2 separate regions of the Danio rerio genome follow, and region 2 is linked to region 1. Evidence: chromatin contacts called from public Micro-C data. All regions are on one chromosome and are shown on one strand. The core of a region is the stretch at or near the end of the contact, and the rest is flanking DNA. Distances in the headings are between cores, read along the strand shown. Region 1 holds the start of gnai2a (guanine nucleotide binding protein (G protein), alpha inhibiting activity polypeptide 2a). Region 2 holds the start of traip (TRAF-interacting protein).

Region 1 (6,449 bases), core at 2,024-4,523:
TGGCTCAGTTCAGTGTGGTTTGAAGTCATTATTGAGAGTCCAAACACTGAAGAGAAAATTCATCGTTGAGTAGCTTTTCAGATCCTGAACCATGCAAGCCAGTGGCGACAGCGGAGAGGAAAAAAATTCACCAACAGAAGAGTGAAGAAAAAAAACCTTGAGAGAACCAGACTCAGTTCGGCACGACCATTTTAATTTTTCCGCTGGCCAAAAGTCTTGTGCAGAGCTTCAGTCTCAGCAGTGGAGGCTGGAAGCTGGCCTCAGCGAAGACTCGTCTGTCCCTGGAGCGTCACTGGAATCAGTCTCATGCTCGCCACTCCCCCATGACCAACAGCGCAGCAGCAGCAGCTCAGGATACGGCCTGGTCCCGGATATGGACACCTTGGGATCATCTCGTCGCTGGTCTTGGGTCCAATCAGTGACTCCGCATAATCTGAGGATCTCGGGATGAGTATCCCAAGGTGGAAATGGAGAATAAAGAGAATAATTAGGGTAGCTGCTGTTTATAGTGTATATAAACAAGATGTAGAAACTTGTAAGTGTCCATGCTTATTCAAGAACTTGTATTAAACTTCTTTCAGGCAAAAAGAGAGAAATGTTTACAATGTTATGAGAGTTTCATTGCCCTGCGAGAAACTGAAACTCGTCAACGGATTTGCATCTGAGGTTAGTGGGTCTGATTTTCATCATTAGCACAGAAATAAGCCATTTTATTTATTTAACAGTTAAATTAAGCTATTTGGAAATTACTTTTGATTTTACACTCTTTAACACTCAAACGTTGTGTTGTTTTTACCAAATATGAACAAGCTTATCCGTTGGGTTTAAAAATAGGCCTGTAATTTAAATTCAATTGGGTAAAAATAGCCAACGTGGATTAAAATGGCCCAGCGTTTTTAGAGTTTAGATGATTAAAGATTTCGCCTAAAACCTACTGTGTGAATTATAATTTTAGACACACGAGGGCGCTATAAAACACACACAAAGCTCTGCTCTCTGATTAATGCTGTTTGCTTTAGCCAAACGATAGGGACACGTAAATCGTACTACAAGCATTTAATTAAACAAGGTTTCATGTCCAGCCTGAGCACATATCATACAGAGCAAGTGCTGAAATCAGAGCGTCAATATTGACATTGCCTCAACAAAAGAGATTTCTAACAGGCTCTCTCTGAAGAATGTCATCTGTCATCATTGAATAATAACAAAACAAGTCAGCTGTACTACTTCACACATACTTCATTTATGTCTTAATATATATTTTACGTTTACATTTAAATACCAACGCTCTCTGTGTAATTAATTAATGGTAATAATTAATAATTTACTTCATAAAATAAAATATAAATATAATAAGCTATTTAATATTTTAGATGTTCTCCAGATGACTTTAAAGTTGAACAATGAAACAAGAAAAGTGACAGAAATAATTAGAAATAATATAATAAACTATTCAGGGATACCACTGATGAAAAGTTTTCCTCTATGTGTGCCTTATGTGCTGTTTTATTCCAGGTGAAACATCATGTGGATTTGCTACAATGTTTGTTACTGCTACCACACATAAAGCTTTTTTATTGTCATTGATGGTTTCATGAAGAACTTCTAAAGGGATAGTTCAGCCAAAATGTCAATCAATATTCTGTCATCAAATATTCACCCTTGAGATGTTCCAAACCCAGTGGCTCAGTGGTTAGCCTCACAGCAAGATGGTTGCTGGTTTGAATCCTGCCTCGAACCACTGGCTTGTGACCAGAAGGGCATCTGCTGTGTAAAACAAATGCCGGAATAGTTGGCTGTTCATTCTGCTGTGGTGACCTCTGATAAATCAGACTAGGCCGAAGAAAAATGAATGAATGTTCCAAACCAGTTTAAGTTTTTTTTTTAACGCAAAAGAAGATATTTTAAAGAAAGCTGAAAACCAGCAACCATTGTCTTCCACTTGTTTTGGTTAACTGTTTTCAGCTACATTTTGGCTTTATAATCCCTTTAGCATCCATAAAAACGTTTCATTTTACAAAATATTCTTTATGGTGAAAACATTTTTTTTTTCTTAAAATGTTTTTCAGATGACAAATATTTAGTTATTTGAACTTTTGATTTTGTTATTTGAACTTTTCATTAAAATAGTTTTTGATCCTCTTTTGGATCTTTCCAGCAGATTTATTCCTGAGGGTCAAGTGTTTTTGTTTATCTGCTCTATGTTCTTTTTGTTTATACATTTATCCGTACATTCATTTTTCTTAGGCTTAGTCTCTTATTTATTAGGGGTCGCCACAGCGGAATGAACCGCCAACTTATCCAGCATATATTTTACACAGTGGACTCTGGGAAATATCCATATACACACACTCATTCACTATGGCCAATTTATTCAATTCACCTATAGCGCATGTCTTTGGAACCAGCAACCTTCTTGCTGTGAGGCAACAGCGCTAACCACTGAGCCTCTGTGTCGCCCCTACTTTCATCCATAATAATAAAAAAAGAAAGGAGAGTTTTTTTAAATTACTTTTATTAAACTTTATGAAAAAAATTGTGGATAAAATAAACAAATTAATAAACAGGCCTACATAAATCAAAGATAAATAAATAAAAGAGTACAAAAATAAATAATAAAAAGGCGTATAAAGGGAAAATAAAATAAAAGGTGTAAAACATACACATCAAAAAACAGAAATTAACATATAATCCACACACATCCACACATACTTACACACTTATACAATACACTCAATTAAATTCAATCTGCAATTAAAACGAGGAGAACATGCAAACATCACGCAGAAATGCCAACTGACCCAGTCGGGACTCCGTCAACCTTCTTGACCACTGAGCCACCATGTCGCCAAAACGTGATATTTATATAATAACGTGATATTTATATATCATATTATATCATAAATACTGAACTACAATATAAAATAAGACATAGTAAGTAGAGTCACACTGTGAATAATTATCAGTTATTTTGTTATTCAAGTTCGTTTGAATGCAAATTTATTGGTTCGTGCAAACTTCATTTCCCATGAGCACCCGCGGTGGGCGTATCAGAGGGGCTGGCTGGCAGTGCGCGAGGAGCCCAACAATTCTGAACTGTGTGTATGTATGTGTGTGTGGCAGAGAGAGCAACTTCTCGGAGCAGACTGGGGTGTGGCGGCTGTGAAAACACTCACAGAAATCAGAAACCACTCAGCGTTTGCTTTCTAACGGGCGCGTGCTCTTTAAATCCTCGGCGACCACCGAAAGGACTAACCGAGGAGCACAACGGACATTTTTTGTTGCATTTTCGGATTCATTCACGTTTCCAGGCGCAGCACGTTTCACCGATCGTCTTGCTTTTTCATACCTGAGCACAAGGGGGTTGATCTAAACTTTTTTGGGGCAAACTTTTTGTATTTGTGGATGTAAGTTTTTCCCTCCCCATTCGCGTGATGTAAAACTCCAGCGTCTGGTTACTTGGTTTCTCTCGGGAGCCTTAACGTTAAACGTCAACAGATTCCAGGTGTTGTTCAAATTTCATTCAAATATATCAGTTCAGATTTGCCCCAAACCTCATACGGTTTGCTGAAAAATTTCCGACGCGTAAAAACAACGGTTTTGGAGCTACTTGTGTCTTAAGGACATTTCCTTTTCTTGGACTTGCGACAGTCGGGTTTTTTCAAAGCCAAAAGAGGAAGTTACTCACGGAAGACTATTTTTAAGGTCTCCTCTCGCTTTAAAAGGGTAATACCTTTTCATTTTTTCTCTTAAATCTATACTCATAAATCCGTCGCCCTGAAGCGCGCATTCGGAACCATGGGCTGTACCGTGAGCCAGGAAGATAAAGCCGCGTTGGAGCGGTCCAAAATGATTGACAGAAATCTGCGCGAGGACGGGGAGAAAGCCGCCAAGGAAGTGAAACTGCTGTTATTGGGTGAGTAACGAATCCCGGATAACCGGTCTGTACATCATAGCACACGTATAAACACTTTGTCACGTCTGCAAGTGTCAATTTGGGTCAAGAAAAGTTTATTTTAAGTGCCTTGTTGGCAAAGTGTGTCAGGTTTCCTCAGGTGTGGCCCTCGAGAAACAGTCAACGGATGTTAAGAAAAGGTCAACAACAATAAAAAAAGTGTTCACTTGCTTAGTTATTTAGTTTCAGGTACTTGTATTTCTTTTTTTTTCTTCTTTTATTATAGTACAGGGATGTCCAAACTCGGTCCAAGAGGGCTGGTGTGCTTCTGAGTTTAGCTTCAACTTGCTTCAACACATCTGCCAGAAAGGTTGAAGTATATCTAGTAAGACCTTAATCAGTTGGTTTAGGTGTGGTTGATTAGGGTTGCAGCTAAGGTCTCCTGGACAGTGGCCGTCCAGAATCGAGTTTGGACACCCCTGTTGTAGCATGTAAAAATTTTTCGTTCATTCATTTTCTTTTCGGCTTTGTCCCTTTATTAATCTGGAATTGCCGCAGCAGAATGAACCGCCAACTTATTTAGCATATGTTTTATGCAGCGTTTGCCCTTCCAGCTGCAACCCATCTCTGGGAAACATACTCATTCACACTCATACACTACAGACAATTTAGCCCATCCAATTCACCTATACCGCATGTGTCTTGACTGTGGGGGAAACTCCACACAGAAACGCCAACTGACCCAGCCGAGGCTCTAACCAGCAACCTTATTTGCTGTAAGCGTCACCTGTATATCATTTGTTAACATTTGTTATAAAGGCGAAGTTGAGCTCACATTAAAGGGATAGTTCACCAAAAAATGAAAATGTATTTGGTAATTACTCACCCTCAAGTGGTTCCAAAGATTTGTGATTTTTTTTTTTTTATTCTGTTTTGCTAGAACTTCTATGTTAAGCTGCTTTGACACACACAGAATTAAAGACAAATTGAAATCAAATTGAATTGTTAAACACAAGCCAAGATATTTTGAAGAAAGCTATAAAACTGTAACCATTAACTTTCATAATTAGAAAAAACAAATAGCCTACTATTGAAGTCAATGGTTTTAGGTTTAAAGCTTTCTTTAAAATATCGTCTTTTGTGTTTAACAGGTGAATTGAACTCAAAAAGGGTCGGAACCAGTGAGGAGTAGCCTAAATTACAGAATTTACATTTTTGGCTAAACCAGGGGTGCCCAAACGCGGTCCTAGAGGGCCGGTGTCCTGTAAAGTTTAGTTCCAACCCCAATCAGACACACATGTGCTAGCTAACCAAGCTCTTACTTGGCTTTCTAGAAACATCCATTCAGGTGTGTTGAGGTAAGTAGGAGCTAAAATCTGCAGGACACCAGCTCTCCAGGACCGACTTTGGACATTACTGGGCTAAACTATCTCTTTAAGGTGCTTCTTGCTGAATAAGTTACTAACGTGTGCGTCATAGATGAGAAGACATTTGTGACACTCAACATGTTAGTATTATTGTTTCACTAATGACACACCAACTCATTTTGTTATTGTAATCATTTTCATTTAGACTTTCAGAAATTGAATCAGACTTTCTAAATTTTATAAGTGACCCAAAACTAATATACATTATTATGTGTTCTCTATCATTCAATTCACTGCATCATAGGTTGCTTTATAATACTGAAGGATCAGAGCTGGTGCCAGTGCAGTACTCAAGATGGGGCTTCTGAGAAACCAAGTGTGGTGATGGCATAATGCAAGCCTCCACAATTAAACTATAAGTGTTGCATTCATAAATAAACAAATGCTGCTATTACTACAGCTATGCAACTAAAAGCCATTGAGCATATTACAGTGTGTAGAACATGGAAACATGACCACATTCATAGGGTTTGCTATTAATACAGTTAAGATACCAACACCACCCCTGTCAAATAGCTATAATGGTGCTATGCCAATGCGAGTGGCAGACTAAAAACACACTTATTGTGGCCAGCCTGGACTGCAACTGGTGAAAAACAATTGAACACCATTAGCGAACTCCAAAGATGTGCATTATTTTTTGACACATTATGATCTACATAACCAATTAAAGAATGAAATGTTCCAATCAAAATGACTGCAAGCCTTCAAATGATATGCAAGGCTAGCATTAATGCAAGAAAGCCAGTTTTAAACAGTCTTTTCCATCATTGTGATTAATACTTCTTTCACATTCATTTGGACTGAGGTGGCTGGATAGACCCATCACCAACCCCCCATATACTCCACCATGGCACCAGCCTTCTGAATGTATGCCGTCCACATGTTGGTTTGTCTTCAATATCTGCTCTAAATCATCTATTGATAAATCACCCAAGAATAAGTCCCGAGAAACCAGCTGACTTGGTTGTGTAATAAATGGTCTGACTTTTTGCTGGCAGTGGTGAATTTGGAGAACTTTCCCAATCACGGAGGAGCAGAAGTGCCTAGATGTGGAAAGGGGCTATTTCAGTGTGACTCTGAGGGGAGAGGTTGAGGGAATGTTTTGACAGTGCCTGTGATCGCTC
Region 2 (6,449 bases), core at 2,561-5,060, 320 kb after region 1:
ACAACACATTTACTACTGTATTTGTTCATGTTAGTTAACATTAGTTAATGAAAATACAGTAGTTCATTGTTAGTGCATGTTAACTCATGGTGCATTAACTAATGTTAACAAGCATGGACTTGGATGTTAATAATGCATTAGTAAATGTTCAAATATGATTAATAAATGCTGTACATGTGTTGTTCATGATTAGTTCATGTTAGTAAATGAATTAACTAATGAACCTTATTGTAAAGTGTTACCGCTTTTTAAAGCTTACAGCACCACCTGCTGTTAAAAACTGAGCTCAGAATCAATTTTCCTCCAAATGAAGTATTTTGGTGTAAACTTGCATCGCAACCTCAACAGTGATTCAAAATTATGTTTTAAAAAGTTTCTTCCATTTCATCAATAAAAATAATATTAATTTAGGTTTACATAAAACTACACAAAATTGTTAATAATGCTGGTAAAATCCCATCTTAGCTACATGTTTAGTACCTCTCGTAGGTTTTCATTTTGACTCGGAGCCGCTTGGCTTCCTCCTTTGCTGCCTGTCCTTCATTTTTCTGGCTCTCCAAGAAATTCATCTGTTTCTAAGATTTGCAAGCATAACAAAAACAAGACCAGCTTTAAAATACAGGCAAAACATTTACTGAACCAATAGACCGAATTCATCAATTAAAGCAAATATACCCGGAGAACGGAACACAGCATCTCTTTATCACCAATTTCTTTCCGGACTTTATCCAGATCCTTCTTCTGCTTCTCGATTGTGTCTTTTAATGTGTCAACTGTCTTCTGCTTTTCCCTCCATTCTTTCTCTGTAAAGCATAACACACACAAAGCTATGAATACATGTTTTCGAATTGATAAAGAACACAAGATTATGATTTCAGGCTTACCTTTTTCAGACAGCACTGCTTTCATGCGATCGAGCTCATTCTGAAATCAGGACAATGCACTTCTGTCATATATACTGTGTAACTCACTCTGGGAAATGAATACATTTAAAAAGAACATTCACCCAAAACTGAAAAGCCGCTAATTTAGAACATTCTTCAAAATATCTTCTTTTGTGTTTTTTGGGTGAACTATCCTTTTACCAGTATACATCATCACCTGTAAACTTTCAGGATCCACTGGCGCCCCATCATCCTCTGGGGCGATGTCAAAGAACAGCTTGTTAATTATGTGCCGTGTGCTGACCTAAAACAGAAAAAGAAATGGTTTTATTTTAGTCTGGTTTAATCAGAAGGGTAATTCAGTTTACATCAAGCCAATGTTTTACCTGTTTTCTGCATTGTGGACAAGTTTTGTTTGGGGCTGACTGAAACCACTGGAGAAGACTGTGTTAAAAAAGAAAATAAACATGGATAAATGTCACCAAGGCACATTATTTAATGGTTAACAACACACAAATGCTGGTAGTTATATATACACACAATTTAAATGAATTATTTACCCAAACAATTTACTCTGACTCAAGTTGTTTTATTTTTTATAAATTTATTTCTTCTGTTGAACACAAAACAAGATATTCTGTAGTAAGTTGAAAATAAGTAGCCATTGACATACTTAAAACAAAAACATCTGTGGAAGTCAATGGCTGCTGGTTTAAATCATTCTTCAGTATTTCTGTCTTTGTGTTCCACAGTAGAAATACATGTAAAAAGGTTTGGAACAAGTGAAGGGGGAGTAAAGAATGACAGAATTTTTTTGAGGGTGGGGGGTGAAATATCCCTTTAATCAAATAGGTTTTCTTGAACAAATCCAAGCTAATAAAAAATCCCAGAGAATAAATAAAAGCGTTAGATATTATAAATATAAAAAAAGACCAGACCGTTTAAAAACTCTCATTTGTATGATTATATATGGGTTTGACTAAAAAGTTAATATACACTCACTGGCCACTTTATTAGGTACACCTGTTCAACTGCTCAGTAACGCAAATGTATAATCAGCCAATCACATCGCTGCAACTCAATGCATTTAGGCATTTAGACATGGTAAAGACAATCTGCTGCAGTACAAACGGAGCATCAGAATGGGGAAGAAAAGTGATTTAAGTGACTTTGAACATGGCATGGTTGTTGGTGCAAGGCAGGCTGGTCTGAGTATTTCAGAAACTGCTGATCTACTTGGATTTTCACAAACGATCATCTCTAGGGTTTACAGAGAATGGTCCTTAAAAGAGAAAATATCCAGTGAGCGACAGTTCTGTGGGAGCAGATGCCTTGGTGTCAACAACATGAAAGCATCCTGCCTTGTATCAACTGATGGTAGTAGGCTGGGCTTCTTGGCACAGTTCGGGCTCCTTAGTACCAATTGAGCATTGTGTCAACGCCACAGCCTACCTGAGTATTGTTACTGACAATGTCCATCCCATCATGACCACAGTATACCCATCTTCTGATGGCTACTTCCAACAGGATAAGGCGCCATGTCATAAAGTGCAAATCATCTTAGAATGGTTTCTTCAACATGATGAGTTGACTACTCAAATGGCCTCCACAGTCACCAGAGGTCAATCCAATAGAGCATCTTTAGGATGTGGTGAAACGAGAGATTTGCATCATGGATGTGCAGCCGACAAATCTGCAGCAACTGCGTGCTGCTATCATGTCAATATGGATGTCACTAGCTACACTGAGTGCATTGTATCTGACACTGCATCTCTGGGCGATGCAATCTCAGCTTGCATCATAAAGGCCGCATCCAGATACTATTGCAATATGGACCAAAATCTCTGATGAATATTTCCACTACCTTGTTGAAGGATTAATCCAGTTCTGAAGGCAAAAGAGGGTCCAACCTGGTACTATTAAGGTGTACCTAATAAAGTGGCCTATGAGGGTATTTGTTTTATTCAATTTTTAATAAGAGCATTTTAGAACATTTTTCAGAAGATGTGAACTGATTAGAATAACAAACATGTTAATTTGATGATTTAAAATCAGGGGTTTTCCAACTAAACTATTAACCAAACTGCTTTGAAGTTAAAACATTGGCATTGTGTTGTCTAAAATTGCATAAACATGTCAGAGATGCCAAAACACTTACTTTTTCCCAATTATTTTATGTAAAAAGGATGAAATAAATAAAAATGTTTTACTCGAACACATAACCATAAATTGTACATTTGAAAAATGAAAAGTTGTCTCAGTGTTTTTTTTACTTTACAAACACAGATAGATAGACAGACAGACATACGGAGAGATAGATAGATGGATAGATGGATAGATAGATAGATAGATAGATAGATAGATAGATAGATAGATAGATAGATAGATAGATAGACAGATAGATAGACAGATAGATAGACAGATAGATAGACAGATAGATAGACAGATAGACATGCATTGTGTTAATGTGGATCAAAGGCAGTACTTAATGTAATGGCTTGATGCAACGTTATATATAAAGATAAGAACTCTCACAAGCGAAAACAAATACGAGCTAGGGTAAAGACACTTACCAGCTATAGTGAAAGGTATGGCCACAGTGAATTGCAGCCACATCTTTGGAATTGTCGAAGAAATCTGAGCAGATTGTGCAGTATGCTCGAATGGGCATTGTTGATCTGAAAGAGACATCTCTGTTTATGGCACGTTTCGTGTTGACTGATCGTGTGGCGATCTGGCGATACCTGTTTATATCCTCATGTGCTGTATTTACTTACCCAGGTGATACTGAAACGCATGAAATGTCTTATGAATGGAATTTTCCTTAATTAAACTCCATAATTGTGTTTATATTGTTTGTCTGTAGTTCTTTTTGAGCTTCCGACTTGACTTAAGCGGCGCGCCGAGTTCAAACCTCATGACTCCTCCTCTTTAGTCACGTCATCAACACACGACGACGTGAGAAGTTAAATACAACACGTTATTCTCTTATTATTGTTAAAGAAGAAGCTAATCGAGGTGTGTAAAATGTACACGTTTAATTCATTCAGATCAAGCGACATATAGAGCAAAGTAACATCCAGTGGAGGTAACACGCTCAAACCGGCTCAAACAAACTACTAACGTTATCGACTCAAAAACTACACTTCCCAGAGTTCCGATTTCCGCTGCGTGATGCCGCCTGTGACAGTCTGAGTTGGTTTTTGACCTAAGATAAGTCAACATTCAGTGATTTGAATGAAGAGCTTTTAAGGTACAGTAACTAGAAAATGTCTTATTAAGAGTCCAAACTATCCAAACAACATCTGTTAGACGTGGTTAAATTAAAGCTGGCGCAGAAGAAGATATTCAGTAGTGACATCAACAGTTTTAAAGGTTTAGCTCTTTGGCTAATGCGTTTGTCAGTCGGTCATGGGATTTATTCACAAATGAAGAGAACATATCAACAAAACGTCTATATGCGTTAATTTTTTACAAATATGAAGGATTATCATAAAAGTACACTTCGATTTATAGTTTTAAATGGGAAGGTTTAAACGTTTAATTTAAAATGTTCAATATTTATCAGTTATATAATTATTATATTTAGTATATTTACACTATTTTAATTGTTATATAATAATAAATGCTACCAATAATAATTAGCTGTACAACTCTAATCCTTATGTAATTTTAATATGTAAATAATTAATAAATCATATGTAAATTTATGGTAATGATTTCTTTATTGATTACTAATATGTCGTTGTTATTATTATTGCTATTATAATAATAATAATAATAATAATAAGTTATTAGCAATAAAGTGGTATATCAACATAAATAAGCATAACAGCGGTTCAGAGTATTTTATTAATTTTTAAAAATACATTTTAAGGTTTTTTACCTTTAATATATAGGACAGTAGAGATGAGATGAGACAGGAATACATGGGTAGCAGAGAGGGGGAAGAATCGGCGAAGGACCTCGAGCCGGTAATCGAGCTCGGTCGCCGTGAGCAGCTTATATGTCAGCGCACTTTACCACTAGGCTATTGGTGCCGACCAGAGTAAATTGTACTTGCCCAAAGTTTTCAAGCAAATGTATTTTCTCTTTAAAAAAGGAAGAAAAAAAAACACTATTTTTAGTAATCTTTTTTTATTTGTGATAAAGTAAAAATATTCATGCACTATTAGCAGCATATTTTCCTAGCTTATATCATTTATATTTTAAAGGTGCTGTATGTAAGGTTTTGATTCTACTGAAGCATAAAAATGCCATAATATGTTTGCAGATATTTAAGAAACATGCTAAGAAAACATTTATGTTTATCTGAACAACTATGCTGAAGTCAGATATTCTTCTTTGAAAACGTGTGTTATGTGTCTTTGTTTTAATCATTTAACCCACCCACTGCCACTTTAGCCAATTATATTTCAGCAACCCTGGTTGTCTTGGAAAAAAAACGCATATTTCATTCATTCATTCAGAAAGGCTTTCAAAGCATGCGCCCTTGACCGAAATGCGACCTTCACTGGACTGTAGCAGACTCCAAAGTGAGACGCAGATTCAGAGTTCCAAATGAGGTGGTTATTAAGGAGCAAATAATTTAAATATTACCAACGTAAACATTAAGTGAGCAGGTTATATTGTAACCCCGTGTCCTAACAACACACTATGTTACGAGATTTGCAGTGGTAAGCAATTTAGTTGTTTGCACCAGACGAATCACAACAGAAATTTAAAACCAGCCATTAAGAAGCACAGAATATGCACTCACTCATAAAATTATTACCTATTAATTACCAATTTCCTTTAACATTATTAAATTTATATGCTGAATCACTGATATGATTCACAGTTCTAATATCGGTTTATTTTATTTTCAAGATCTGAGGTGAACTATCTGCTGCTGCTTTTAGTAGTATGGCAATAAATGTAATGTAAAATGGCATTCAACCTCACTTTATTAGCATTTAACACTGAATAAAGCACATGGGGTTTACTTGAGGTGATCATGGTCAGTTTTCTGTTGTTCACCAGCAAGAAATAGACGCCCTTTCTAATTAATGAATTTGAGGTATTTTTAATTTGGAAAATAATTCTATCGCGTGCCGTCACTTTTATTCAGAACAATTGCTCGGGTTGGTCCTTAATCTGGCAACCTGCTCTTGCATTTATTTTGATCCAGGAATGCAATGCCTAGTTCAGCTACTGCGTGTCAAACTTCTCTTCTATACTGCACCTTTAAGTACTGCAGCAGAATCCAGTTAATTACAATATTGTGCAATGCATGAATTTGAATGTGGCAGTATGAAGAACTGAGGAATTAACTGAATTCTGCTTCCTCTTTTAATGATTGTTTCTGTAATTTCACTTCCAGTGATGTAAACTATTTGTACTGTAAGAGCCTCGGAGCTGTAGGGGTCATGCAGTGAATGGCTCATGGCACGAAGGTTGGAACTTCTGACTGCGGCTTCTGTTCTGCTGGCTTTCGCTCATGCCTGATGTCAGGATGGCGGCATATGTCCACAGCAAGGGTGTGTCCTGGGAGGTTAAAAATGACACCTTGATGCCATCAGATCG

Evidence for each region. Hi-C and Micro-C count contacts between places; a contact is called where the count stands out from the background.
Region 2: a Micro-C map of caudal fin shows a contact between it and region 1, with 7 times the contacts expected there. The contact joins the promoter of traip here to the promoter of gnai2a in region 1. A contact is called at or near these places in 5 of 18 Hi-C or Micro-C datasets (caudal fin, embryo, fibroblasts and 2 more) and 1 of 4 datasets of contacts at active chromatin or transcription factors (embryo).

Annotation. Positions count from the first base shown.
Region 1 is chr11:37,232,023-37,238,471 of GRCz12tu, forward strand. gnai2a (guanine nucleotide binding protein (G protein), alpha inhibiting activity polypeptide 2a) reads left to right here and starts at 3,274. Exons shown (of 9, transcript NM_001001818.2): 1 at 3,274-3,916. The coding sequence starts at 3,799.
Region 2 is chr11:37,554,215-37,560,663 of GRCz12tu, forward strand. traip (TRAF-interacting protein) reads right to left here and starts at 3,811. Exons shown (of 16, transcript NM_205607.1): 1 at 3,662-3,811; 2 at 3,458-3,562; 3 at 1,271-1,328; 4 at 1,102-1,188; 5 at 885-924; 6 at 676-803; 7 at 481-575. The coding sequence starts at 3,555. mon1a (MON1 secretory trafficking family member A) reads left to right here and starts at 4,051. Exons shown (of 6, transcript NM_001320431.1): 1 at 4,051-4,137; 2 at 6,247-6,449. The coding sequence starts at 6,364.